Regions from separate parts of the Zea mays genome. Here region 1 is linked to region 2. A link is a contact called in public Hi-C data. All regions are on one chromosome and are shown on one strand. The core of a region is the stretch at or near the end of the contact, and the rest is flanking DNA. Distances in the headings are between cores, read along the strand shown.

Region 1 (2,826 bases), core at 204-2,703, 650 kb after region 2:
CTTGTACTTCATGTACTCTGCATCTGCCATCGAAACAAAACATAGCAGTAGAAGGAATGGCCAGGAAATATTGGAGTATCTCATGTCTGAAAATTTCTTTGAAATAGTCTGGCCTAATGGTCTTGATCCCCGAACCATGAACAGAATTCAAGAGGCCCTAAATGAATCATTAGAGATTAGATAATTCAAAATCAGCATGCATATCAGAAAGGAAGTGCAAGTGTATGAACAAAGAAAATGGTTTTCTTTCGAAGGACACAACAAATGAGCTTCAAGACGTGATCTAATTAAGTTGTAACCCACGTCCCCCGCTGATCTTCTACAAGAAACGAAGCACACCTTAACATGTAGCAAAACACATGATGGCATTATCTTCTTGAGGGAAAATTATTGTTACCCCTTACTTGCTAAGTCACTCGTAAAAGAAGGGTTTCACACTGAGAATGTGTTCACAGATCAAAGTTTCAGCATCTCTATCAGTGTCCACAGAAGTGCAGTTTTCAGATACGTATCACTACAGTGAAATACGTACATTGGACACGGCTAAATGAGAACCATTTCCCAGCAGGTAAAGAATAGAAGAATTTGACAGCATACGGCGAGTACCGCGTCACTAATCATCAGCAAGGATAAAAAAGAAACTAGACTGATGGTGCTACTCAGGCATTGTTTGGAAGCACCCAGTTTTTAACAAACTGTTTATAAAAATTGATGTAGTTCCAAACATACCAGTTTATGACTCAGTTTATAGATATTAGATTCTTAGTTTATTAAAAACCAAGAAGCTGGCTTCTCCTATCTAAAAGATAAAAATTGGTTTTTTTAAATCTGGGTTGCTTCCAAACAGGGCCTCAGTCGTGTTGTCAACGAAAAATATGATATATTAACATGGTAACGAAGTCAACATGTCTCAGTAGATCTTATAGCTTATTCGATTGGCTTTAATCCATACATGTTTCTATAGATCTTATAGCCTATTCGATTGGCTTTAATCCATACCTGTTTCTATAGTGTTTACAGCTGGAAGCGAACAACCCATTAGTTATAAAATACTGGCCGCCAAATTAGCCGACAGCGGGACACTATAGTGGCATCCCCCGATTTCCCTGGAAATCCTAATGCGAGGCTGAAAAAGAAACAGCAACGCGGAAACCTCTTCCCAAGAAGCACACGAGCTGGTCTAAACGGAGAGCTCCCTGAGAGCAGCAGGAGGAGGAGGCAGCAGACGCTGCTGGTAGCTAGCTTAGTAGCAAGCCGGGACTTACAGCGGAGCAGCGGCAGAGGGAGAGGGTGAGCTCTGAGCTCACTCTGCAGCCGATTGCGTGCTGGAGCCGAGCTCAATTGGCGTCCCTGGCGCGCACATGCACGCACCGGCGAGGCCGGAAGTGGGAGCGGCGGTGCGAGGTGTCGTGATCTGTAGGCGAGCGCGGTGCTTTCGGAAGGAACATTCGGGGGCACGCGCTGAAAGAGGGCAGGCAGATGGAAACAGCATTTGTTGCACTTGCACACGGTACGAAACGACGTTTGGCATTCAACTGGAAAGCATTTCACAAGACAATTTACGCGAATGGGTGAACGCTCCAATTCGGTCCTCTCTATACATTCGACGCAGAGGTCTTGCTGAGGAAGTGTGCTGGGAAGAGTTGAACAAATCGCAATTCGCAGAACAAAACGAACAGCATGCCGACCGCATCCAGCAGATGCTCAAACTCGGGCGCATATCAACATACAGAAGCATTCCGAAAGACAACAAGCTCAAGTAGGAAGTATGAAAAAAGTCTGATCATGATAAATGTTGCGGATGGTCCATCCAGAGTTCAAGTCCTCTACTATAGGAGTGTAACTCAAGACTTCCGCACATAGTCAAACAAGTACAGCTTAATCTAGATACAATAGGAGTCACACAAGTCTCCGCATTAGGGACACTAATCGTAGTCCAGCGCAAGGCAGTCTTGTTACACTAGATTTTAGTACATCACGGGCAATGCTCAGCATCACAAGCTATATAATCATCACAAAGCATCCATCCTTTTGTCTGCTTTTATCTTCCTAAGTGGCAGTCCGGATTACGGCAACAGAAATCCCTGCATTTTCCCGGTGTGAGCAATCCCAGAGATATTATTTTGAAACCCAAATCCAGTAAACTTATAACGTGGGGTTCAGAGATATTATTTGCATAAGATATTTAGTTATTTATGGATGGTTTTGTCTCCCTGGGTTTGTCTCACCTTTGTTCCATGGAATAAGGTAGGCTGACAGCTACCCACTGATTATCGCTGATGGGAAGCACGGCCGCGCCTTCCGGGATAACCATATCAGTGTGGCGAGGGTAGACTTGGATTCTGTTGGTTGACATGTAGCAACCGCATCTGTCATTGCTGACAGGCATGGTTGCTGTTGGCACGCTTATTAGAGTAGGAGTAATGGTTGGGGATATGGGGGCTGAGTGGCCATTCACAGCAGGTGTGTTCTCTAGAGATGAGCTCATGCCTGGCTTTGGAATGAGCGGTTCATCAACTTGCAGAGATGAGTGGATCACTTCAGCTTCTGTGATTGGCTCTGCAAAGTGCAGTTTGTCAACTTTCAGAGACGAATTCACAACTTTAACATCCATGCTTCGCTCTGGAAGGGGCAGTTTGTCAACTTCAAGAGTTGAGTCCATTACTTCGATATCCATGCTTGGCCCTGGAAGTGGCAGTTTGTCAACTTCTGTAGATGAATATATTGCTTCAACTTCTGTGCTTGGCTCTGCAAGGTGTGATTTGTTAACTTCCAGCTTTGCACGTAGAGTGTTTCCATCAACAGACTGTTTTGTAGCGGCAACAG
Region 2 (2,905 bases), core at 277-2,776:
GTCGGTTTTTGCGTTTTCAATGATGAACTTGAGAAATATGGATGATATGTATGCCGCATTGATCGCCCTCCGATATACGACAGAAGATACAGAAGTTGTTGATGTGCACTCTTGCAAGCACCAAACCAAATGGATCAAAATCTTTGCAAGATGCTTTGTTTGGTAGTTATTCTCGGCTGCAGATGCACATAACTAAGACCCATAAGCATAGATAATTACGAGTTAAATATATTTGAAAATCCAAACATATAAATGTTAAAGCAGAGCATCAAGCGAACTAAAGTGGGAGTTCGAAACAGTATGCAGTGTATCGCCATTGCATTGGCACATCAGCAAGGTCACTAATTACTGGGGGCATGAAGCACAATCGTTGGTCTCAAGTGGTTCAAACCACAAGCATTTGACACCATGAATTACAAAACCAATCATCAATTATACAGTAGTTCGCAGTGTTTCCATCAAATGTCCAAAATTAGCGCTAGACAGCTAGCACTTAATGTTCAGTTTTAATCATCACTTCCCTTCTCCTCAAGCGGTCAGTTACCAAAAACGGGGATTGCACATTTTACTCGCTGAGCTAGTTCAAGTAAAAATAAACCCGGTCAGTTCAAGTAAAAACAAACACAGTTTACGAACATGCCAATATAGCATAATTTGCAACAAAATCAAGGCCAGGCTAGGCTCGGAGTAATTAGGAACATGCCTCACCGATTCCAACAAGCCAGCATGAAATTCGCCAGAACGGCAACTAAACCCCGCAGGATCCCCATCATAAAATAAACACACAGAAACCTCAAAATCCGCAGAAATCGACACCTAAAAAAAACTCCCAACGACACAATCAGCGTAGCCAACATGCCATAAACGCCCTGCCAATCTAGCGGTTCGCCTCAAAGACGTGAACCCACCGCGCGGTGCAAACGACGATCCCCAGCCACACAAACCACATGATCATGATCCGCATTACCCCACAGATCAAAACACTCAAAGGAAGGGGGGAGTAAAAACATCTGACGCGACAGCACAAGGAAGCAATCAGCACAGCCGCGAAATTTCCTCAGGTTGGACGTGGATCTCGAGGGATGGTACTCACCGAAGGCGTGGCACGCCTGCAGCACGCGGTCGCGCGGCCACTGCAGGGTGAGGGGCAGCTCGAGCAGCTGCTTCCAGAACTCGGAGGAGATTGGGTAGGCCTTCTCGCCGACCAGCGCCGTGAACATCTGCTCCGCCGCGCTGGGCGACGGCGCCGCGCCTGCCGCGCCCAGCCTCGGCGTCGACGGCGCCGCGCCCATTGGATCTGAGCCTACGAGTAGGAGGCCCCGGGCCCTAGGGTTTGACGTGAGCGAGGACTGGGCGAGAGGAAATGGCCGGCCAAGTAGAGTCGAGACGAAGCGAAGGTTTTAAACGGGAGAAAGGGAGCGTGGAGACTTCGGGCGGAAGGGAAGGGAAGGGAATGAGGTCGGGTACGACGTGCGAGCGTAGCGACTAGTCGGTGCGTTGGGTTTGAGGAGGTTTTGATCGGACTACGAAATGAGGGAAATAGCCAATTCCGTGTCCAAGCTCAAGGAGGACGTCTCATATCTATCCAAGTTATATTCCTTCTCATCTTCATACTTATATATATATTAATATAGGATTCATCTTATACTCATAAACATTCAAGTATTGGGTCAACATTCTCTACAAGAAAAACATTATCACATTATAATTTATATGATATTAACAGTTATACGACATCCACCAACAATACATTACCAATAAATTTGACATCAGACAAGAAAAACATTGTTTAATCATACAAAACAGCAAAAACGAGGTGACACATATACCGTCACCGTCTAGGTTTGGGAGGATTGGTTTTTAAAAGGATTACAAGAGGTAGGGTTAGTTCTTGTACTTATTGTCTGTTAGACTACACATCTAATTTACTGAGTGAATATTACCCTAGGTAATCGAGTTTAGACCATACTCATACTCGCTTATCCGATGGTTGAGGATTTTATCCCATATTTATACTCATGGAGATTTTTTCCATACTCTGACCCTAATATGTAATTCCTCACGAGTTAACAGTATGGGGTCCCTATTAACTTCTTGTTAGCAGTTTCTAGAAGGTTCTGGAATAGGCAGAGGAAGAAGAAGAGATAACTTGGAAGAGGGAAAATATTTGTGTTCTGTGTTATTTCTTAACCCTCTCAGATGTGTCTCAGCATATCTATCTATATGATTCATTACAGCCAGGCTCTGTCAACACGCACGGCCCAACAATTACACGGCCCACTGCGGCCCGAGATATTTAGTATTTGGACGTCTTTCACGTGCTCCCTTTCCCGCCCCTTGCCGGTCCATCGGAACAGCTGACACAGACGTTGTCTTCTCCGCTTGCTCCCTTGCTACATGGTCGTCATTGCTCGCATTCCCCCTTGCTTGAGCAGCCGCTTGCCCCAAAGTTGGCACCTCCGGAAACCTGGCACATAGTTCTTCTGTGTCTTCCCATGTAGCCAAGGCTATGTCTAGGCCGGACCAGCGCACCTTAACTTGAACGATCAATTCTCCGCCTCTGGTAATCATCCTGCGTTGTAGAATCTACTGAGGTACCTGAAGACGTATAGTATCATGAGGTAAATGAGGCACATCAACATGATTACGACCCACCACTATCTTCAGTTGAGACACATGAACGACTGGATGCATAGCACTTGACTCAAGTAACTGAAGATACCAATACACTCCAAGACTTTGAATGGACCAAAGAACCGAAAGGAAAGCTTGTTGTTGGATCGCTTAGCCATAGATGATTGAATATAAGGCTGCAACTTCAAGTACACCATGTCACTGACTGCAAATTCATGTTCGGGGCGCTGCTTGTGTGTCTGCCGCTTCATACGCGTCTGAGCGCGCAGGA

What was found. Hi-C and Micro-C count contacts between places; a contact is called where the count stands out from the background.
Region 1: a Hi-C map of ear shows a contact between it and region 2, with 2.0 times the contacts expected there. The contact joins the promoter of LOC100280148 here to the promoter of LOC100382102 in region 2. A contact is called at or near these places in 3 of 25 Hi-C or Micro-C datasets (ear, leaf and tassel).

Annotation. Positions count from the first base shown.
Region 1 is chr3:197,868,272-197,871,097 of Zm-B73-REFERENCE-NAM-5.0, forward strand. It overlaps LOC100280148, which reads right to left and starts at 1,454. Exons shown (of 11, transcript NM_001153080.2): 1 at 1,266-1,454; 2 at 1-157. The coding sequence starts at 138. It overlaps LOC100383324, which reads right to left. Exons shown (of 5, transcript NM_001175982.2): 5 at 1,769-2,826. The coding sequence ends at 2,225.
Region 2 is chr3:197,214,812-197,217,716 of Zm-B73-REFERENCE-NAM-5.0, forward strand. LOC100382102 (dyggve-melchior-clausen syndrome protein) reads right to left here and starts at 1,527. Exons shown (of 18, transcript NM_001174863.1): 1 at 1,094-1,527; 2 at 1-176. The coding sequence starts at 1,292.